2 separate regions of the Rattus norvegicus genome follow, and region 1 is linked to region 2. A link is a contact called in public Hi-C data. All regions are on one chromosome and are shown on one strand. The core of a region is the stretch at or near the end of the contact, and the rest is flanking DNA. Distances in the headings are between cores, read along the strand shown.

Region 1 (3,685 bases), core at 918-3,417, 150 kb before region 2:
TGGCAAGGAGCAGGTGTCCAGGCTGGCCCCTGTAGGTTTGAGTTCTTTACTGAGGGACTGCGGATGGGTTTCCAGGGAGGGCATTTGAATATGAAATTCTGAGAAAATAGCCATGGATTCCTTTTTTCTGAGAAAGGGGTTCAATAATAATGATTTTTGTCCCACCTAGGTTTCTAAAATTTTTGTTTTGTTTTGTTTTGTTTTTCTTTTCTTTTTTTCGGAGCTGGGGACTGAACGCAGGGCCTTGTGCTTGCTAGGTAAGCGCCCTACCACTGAGCTAAGTCCCCACCCCCAGATGTGAATTCTTAATAAGAGTAAATTAAAACCACACGAGTTCAAGGATGGGGTCTGGAGAGAGTAAACGTGCCACCCTTACTAGCACGAAGACCTGAGTTTGGATTCCCCAGGACCCACACAAAAGTTAGTCTGCAATCTTCACACTGAGGGCATGGGGGGGGGTTAGTGAGTTCCAGGTTCATCCAGCAAGAGACCTTGTCTTTAAAAAAAAAAAAAGGAGAATGATAGAAAAATACAGTAGACATTAGCCAGGTGTGGTGGTGCATGCCCACCCCAGCACTCAGGAGGCAGAGGCAGGTGGATGTCTGTGAGTTTGAGGCCACCTGGTCCACAGAGTGAGTTTCAATATGGTCAGAACTACAGAGTGAGAACCTTGTCTTGAAAAAGAAAAAAGAAAAATACGCCGATAATCAGTTTCTGGCCTCCACGCACACAGGCTCAGATGTGTGTGCATGCACATGCACACACATACACGCACACACATGCACATGCACACACATGCACGCACATACATGCACACACACGCACATGCGCGCACATACACGCACACACATGCACATACACACACGCACATACACACACATGCACACACATGCACATACATGCACATACACACACATGTGCGCACATACACGCATGCGTGCCCACACACTCCCTCCATGGACACCTCTACGGCCTCCCCAGCACAGAGCTCAGAGGTGACCCCAGGGTCACCTACATAAAATCCCACTTCTGACACTCAACAGCTGTGTCACCTGGATTAGATACCTCACCTGGCTGTGCTCGGTTTCCTTGTTGGTAAATTAGAAATAGTGTCTTCCCAGAGGATTATGGGATTAAACACCATCACAAAGGGCTGGAACCCAGAAACACGGTAGAGAGGGGCCTCAACTTTGCCTCTGTATTTTGTTGTTTGAGACAGGGTTTCTCTGTGTAGCCCTGGCTGTCCTGGATCTCACGCTAGATCAGGCTGGCCTTGAACTCAGAGATCCACTTGCCTCTGCTGAGAGATTCTGGAACCCCTACTCTCCATCTCCATGTTTGGTGTGTCAGACTCTCTTCCTGTTTCTTCATCCTCTTGAGCTGGAGACGGAGGTTCCTCCCACTCACCCTACTGGCCTCTCAGAGTCAGTGCTCACATCCCTGCAACTTACCTCACAGCATCTGGTCCTTTCTCTTCTGTTTTCCTCTTCAGAGCATCCTGTCCTCAAGGCTCTGGTCCATTGCTGCCTCACACATGTGACCGACACACAGTCTGATGTCTGACTCCGGCTCAGCCAGAAGGTTGGCGAGGACCATGACCTACATAAAATAAGCCGGGGCAAGGTGGACCAGGAAAGGGAGTGACACTCAGGCTGGGGAGTTGCCGCTGCAGAAGTACCTGGGGGCCAGTAGATAAAGTGGTTCACACTGGGCCAGGACTGAGCATCTCTGAGCCCTGTCCCCGTGACCTTGATGTGACCTTTAGAAGCACACCCTTGTGGTTGCAGCCTCCCCTTTGTCCTTACTCTATTTTCAAGTCATCCTTCCTCCCCCTCCAAGTGTGTGTGCCGCTCCAGCCCTGGGTGACAGGAGCTCTACTGAGTCCTATTTGGAAACCATTTCTGTTCCCTAGGAAGTGAGGGTATTTGGAAAGAGCTTATCAGGGAGGATCGGTGTTGACAGGCCTCTGTCTCCACCTGCTGTTTGTCCAGTGAATCAACAAGGAAGCAGAGGGAAGAATGGAGCTCAGAGACTCCCAGCTGGTGGCTGGTCTCAGATTTAGATGTGAATTGTTCCCCTGCCTCACAACAGGCAGCTCTGTGACCCTGCGACACGCCCTTTCAGAGAGCCCCAGGGAACATGGGCGGAGTTGGGATTGCAGTCCAGATGTTTCTGACTCATACCTCATACCGTTTTCCTTAGGCCGGGAGCCAAGCCTGGAATCTCGAAGAGCGCTGTATTAATATAGCATGTGGTCTGGCCCACCATTTTCTCTTTTCTGACCTGGAGGAAGTTTTTGCCAGGGCACTCTGGTTCCCCAAGAAGACTGTTGTAGTTCTGGTGCAGCCTTACCACCATAGACAGTGGGCACATGGGAGGGTGGTGGAACGAAGGACCCATTGCTTGAGGCCGTTCAGGTCCTTTGTCTCTGTCTTTCCTGGGATCTAAGGTGACTGCAGGCATGACTCAGGAAAAAGAGGACAAAGCAGAGCCAGACCAGTGACTGCCTCTCTCTCGGTAGCCGGCTGTGTGGGACCCCCATGGCCAGCCTGGCTTTAGGACTGAGCCCATACTGCCCAGTTGTGTGAACTTACCCTATTTTGTACCTTCATTTCCTTACCTATAAAATGTGTATAATTGTGGTTATGAAGGTTAAATTGTAAGTATCCTGGTGACCTGGTGAGAGTCCTTTTGCTTCTGAATGCGTGTGTGTGTGTGTGTGTGTGTGTGTGTGTGTGTGTGTGAGTGTGTGTGTGTGTGTGTGTGTGTGTGTGTGTGTGTGTGTGTGTTGGGGTGGTACAGGTATACGTGCATGTAGAGACTAGAGGTGTTTCCTCAGGAGCCATCCATTCCCCTTAGTTTGGCTTCTGTGTGTGTTATTTGTGGGTTCTGGGGATCTCCGTACTTTCACAGCAAGTGCTTTACCACTGGGCCATCACCCAACGTCAGATTGAAGTCACTCTAAAGAGATACTTGTGCCTTCTCTTTGGCTGTGACGTTACTCAAATAATGATCTCCAAAAAATTTAGAATTTCCTGGGAGCCTCATGCTGACACTCAGGAGCACCAGACCGGGAGCGTGTATCCAGGAAGGAGGCTACATGCAGGTTACTGGTCAGACCACCTTGGAGGAGCAGCAATGAGGGGCTGAACCACTTCAATCAGGACTGCTTAGTTTATTCATGCCTCTTGCCCTGTATTTTATCTAAACCTCAGGTGAGGATCCCAGAGATGGCTCAGGCTGACCTTGAACTTGAAATTCTCCTGTCTCAGTATCTTAGTAGTACCACCACACCTGAAACACCTTTTTTATTTTGTTCTTTTAAGACAATTTTTTTTAAAGATTTATTTTATTTATTATATATCTAAGTACACCGTAGCTGTCTTCAGATACACCAGAAGAGGGCATCAGATCTCTTTACAGATGGTTGTGAGCCACCATGTGGTTGCTGGGAATTGAACTCATGACCTCTGGAAGAGCAGTTGGGTGCTCTTAACCGCTGAGCCATCTCTCCAGCCCATTTTTAAGACAATTTTTAAAAAAGATTTATTTATTTAATGTATATGAGTACACTGTCTCTGTCTTCAGACACACCAGAGAAGGGCATCAGATCCCATTACAGATGGTTGTGAGCCACCGTGTGGTTGCTGGGAATTGAACTCAGGACCTCTGGAAGAGCAGCAAG
Region 2 (3,653 bases), core at 588-3,087:
GACCCCAGGTTGAGTATAAAAGTGGTCTGAAGGTGTCTACCATCTACTGCCAGAGGAGGAAGGCAGGTTGCTGTCAACAGATGGTGAGGCCAGTAGGGCACGGGCTATTAGGACAAGCACTGAGAAGGCATGGGGCTGTGCAGAGGTAATGGAGGTGGGGAGACTATCTTCAACTCCTCTAACCCTCAGCCAGGGCCCAAAGAAAGGCAAGCAGGCCAAAGTCTTGGGGGCAGTTTTAAAGGTGGGTCTGCTGTTGAACTCATTACAAAGTTAGAGCTCTTAAACACCACCTGCTCTCCTCCCACCCGGCGCCACCTCTCTTCATAGTGACTACCTAGTAAATACCTGTTGAATGGAATCTTTCTTATTTTCTTACATTTTTTTAATGTTTATTATCTTTTATGGTATAAGTGACTGTCAGCATATATGCGTGAGCACCACATAGATGCCTGCTGCCCACAGAGGTCTGAAGAGGACATTGGATTCCCTGGAATTGGAACTATAGGTGGTTGTAAGTCACCATGTGGGTTCTGGGAATCAAATCTAGGCCCTCTATAAGAGCCGTAAAGCATTCTTTCTTTTTTCTTTTTGCAAAAGGAAGAGATTTATTTCATGTGAGTACACTGTCGCTGTCTTCAGACACACCAGAAGAGGGCATCAGATCCTATTACAGATGGTTGTGAGCCACCATGTGGTTGCTGGGATTTGAACTCAGGACCTCCGGAAGAGCAGTGTTCTTAATGGCTGAGCCATCTCTCCAGCCTGCATAAGCATTCTTAACCTCTGAACACAAACTTAACCTTCAGCCCCAATCGCTTTTTTTTTTTTTTTTGCAGGATTTTACTGTGTAGTCCTGGTTCATGTGGTACTCAATATGAAGCCTAAATGACTCTTGACTTGGAGCAATCTATCTGCCTCATCAGTACTGGCATTACAGGCATGAGCCACCATGCCACACCCGAACGGAATTCCATTCCCACTGCTATGTCTTCCACACCCCTCACAAACAGCGATCAATCCTCGAGCGCAAGCTTAAATCCCAGGCAGCTCTGTTTTGCTTTCTTACAGAGCTGATAATGAAAGAGTCCTCTACGAGGTTCTGAGAAAGCAGGGAAAGAACAAGGGATGTTGGGCCCCCAAGTAGTGCTACTGGTGGTAAAGTTCTGTCACCTTGATTAAGGGCTCGAGCTGCGTGTCCATCGAAAGCGTCTAGAAGTCCGCTGAGTAGATAGAAGGAGGAGGCCGTGAAGGGGCAGCAGGGCATAAAGTAGAAGGAAATGATGGCGAAAACAATCCGGGCATAACCTTGGGATGGGATGGGAGAGGTACAGGGTGTGATCGAGGAGCCAGTTTAGGGTTCCTCGCCCTCCGCTGGTCTTGGGGCTTCAGGCAGCACTCACCAATAAGATTAGGCACGAACAGGAAGATATTTTCCTCTGGCATCTTGGCGGCTCCCCTTGTGGTCTCGGCCCAGGTCTGGAGGTGCAAGGTCTTGTCCCAGCCTCACCAGCGTGGTCTCACCTTTCAGCCCGGGGCATCGGCAGCTCCACCTGAGCCCTGGGCCCAGTTCTCCCGGGCGATCCCAGCTGTTAGAGCCCGCAGGGCACCGGGGCGCGGGACACCCCTGGGCACAGCTCACGCACACCTGGCCTTCCGATGGGCAAGAGCTGCTGTCTCCAGCAACGGGTCCCGCAGCTCCGGCTGCGCCTGGCTCCCGGATCCTATTCTTCCGTCGGGGACGTTAAGAACATCGGAGGAAGGAGAGAGCGGCTTTTAAATATAAATAAATAAATTAAATAAATAATGGCTGAGGTCCCTTTAAGGCCGGCCTGCTTCCTTTTCCTGCCCGGGCCCCTTGGCTTCGGCTCGTACCAACGCACCGAGGGAGGGGAGAGACTCGAGAGCCATCCGCAAAAGAAGAAACTGAAAAGGGAGAAGCAGAAGAGACCTGAGAGGGAATCTGCATTTTGCATTTCATGGACGGCGTAAACTCCTGGAGGCAAGGGGAAGGTGTAGCGATTCCTCCGTTCCGAGTGTGCGCCTCCCCGAGAGATTGGGCAACTTAGTACAGCCCACATCGCTTCCCCGCCCCCTACGCCTGCGGCCACGGTCGCTCTCCAGGACCCAGGCTGGGAAGAGGTGGCTAGAGAGTCTCCCGGCGTGCCTGCCGCTTTGCTTCTAGCGCCGCCCTGGTGGTGGGAGGATTCGAGCCCAGGTTCCACCCTACGTCATCTCCCAAACGCCTAGAAATAACGTTGGGGTCACTGCCTCTAAGAAGGGACCCGGAGAGCCACTGTGGCACGCTAGGAAAATGTCCTTAGTTCTAGAATCTCTAGTCTCCTGGCAACGGAACTATAAAGCTTCCTCAAACATTTAGGTCTTTATAGCAACCCGGAGCAGCGCTTCCCTGTCTCCCCTTCTTCCCAACCTTCTTCCCCAATCCCAATCCCTGAGGCCCATCATAGATTCCTCTTAGAACTTTCCATATCCCCTCCTGCCGAGTAGCCTAAGATTTCAACCCATCAGCCAGGTCGGGGGCTGCATGTTGGCTGCCTTGCCTAAGGAAGTGCCTTGTCAGAAAAGAAGGAAGAAGGGCTTTGGAGGGAATAGGGAAGGGAGTTGTTCTGAGAGCCCCTCCTGTCAACTTAGTAGGCAAAACAACGAGTTTTTTTCAAGGACAGAACTGAGACAGTAGGATGTTTGAGCTTTAGTCGTGGACTAAATAAATGTGGGCTCAAGGAATGGCATGGGATGGAATCTGAGGGGTAGTGGGTTGGTTTCTCAGTCTAACATAAACTTTGTTTCCAGGGGGGATGGCATCCACATCTGCCAGGAGTGGGGACAAAAAGGACACCTGGCCAATTCAAGCTGCTGCCTCCTTAGGTGGAGGGCAGGTAAACTACAATGGAAAAGTGAAGGAGGTGGGAAGAACTAGCTAGTCAGGTGGCTCTGAGCCATGAGCCATGAGATTTACTTAGCCTTGATCCTTAACCCTGAATCTCCAAACCCTGAGACCCCACAAACTGCTTTCTGGGTCTAAGGCCTTCCAGTCAAATCACATACCTGAGACTTATACTACCAGGTTCCCCAGCCATAGAGCCTGCAACCTGGAAGACACCAGACCGGTGGGACTTTGCAGGCTGAATTCTAACCTCCTTTCCAGAAAGCCTCATTATCCCGCTCTGAAGAATTCCTGACCCGAATCAGCACAGAACTTACAGATGAAGCACTGTTTACTGCTCGCTCTCATATGAATCCTATGCCCGACAAGGAAAAGCAGACAAAAGACCAAGGGACTCAGATATCTAGACATGGTGAACTCTCTCCCTCTTCATCTAGAGACCAGTCCCCGACTCACCTCCAGCCTTAGCTGATCTCCCCAAGAATCTGTTCATTTTTTTCCCTCATCATTGTTCGTCTTAGGCACAGTGTCCCTTACCGTCTAACTCATTGTTGCTTGCCAGGAGCCCCTTGTCCCCATCTGCTCTAGCCACAACTCTTTCTAACCATAGGGAAAGTTGTTCTTTAACTGGGGCCTCTAATTCCAGTGTTCTTCACCAAGACCCGAGGCACTGACACCCGGTGAGTGAGGCTCTGCCCCTCTCCCAGGACAGAGAAGCCTGTGGGGAGAGCAAGGGTTGACAGCATCCCAG

Evidence for each region. A called contact is a pair of places that touch in the nucleus more often than the background predicts.
Region 1: a contact with region 2 is called in a Hi-C map of Schwann cells, with 3 times the contacts expected there. The contact joins the enhancer-like site here to the promoter of Cdipt in region 2. A contact is called at or near these places in 8 of 12 Hi-C or Micro-C datasets (the Rat2 cell line, Schwann cells, hepatocytes and 4 more).

What each region holds. Positions count from the first base shown.
Region 1 is chr1:191,158,038-191,161,722 of GRCr8, reverse strand. The region is part of intron 1 of Qprt (quinolinate phosphoribosyltransferase); the gene reads left to right. LOC120099934 (a long non-coding RNA gene) reads left to right here. Exons shown (of 2, transcript XR_005499469.2): 1 at 1-1,581; 2 at 2,203-2,646. Among named protein-coding and RNA genes, the nearest start is that of Qprt, 4.1 kb to the left of the region's middle. Within about 2 kb of position 2,167, at least 21 of the 93 cell types and tissues checked have an H3K27ac peak or open chromatin away from gene starts, as enhancers often do. A contact at or near this core is called in Schwann cells and liver, where this site is marked.
Region 2 is chr1:191,011,990-191,015,642 of GRCr8, reverse strand. It overlaps Cdipt (CDP-diacylglycerol--inositol 3-phosphatidyltransferase), which reads right to left and starts at 1,837. Exons shown (of 6, transcript NM_138899.2): 1 at 1,401-1,837; 2 at 1,171-1,305. The coding sequence starts at 1,443. Cdiptos (CDIP transferase, opposite strand) reads left to right here and starts at 2,368. Exons shown (of 6, transcript NM_001419521.1): 1 at 2,368-2,728; 2 at 2,809-2,894; 3 at 3,164-3,314; 4 at 3,549-3,582. The coding sequence starts at 2,814.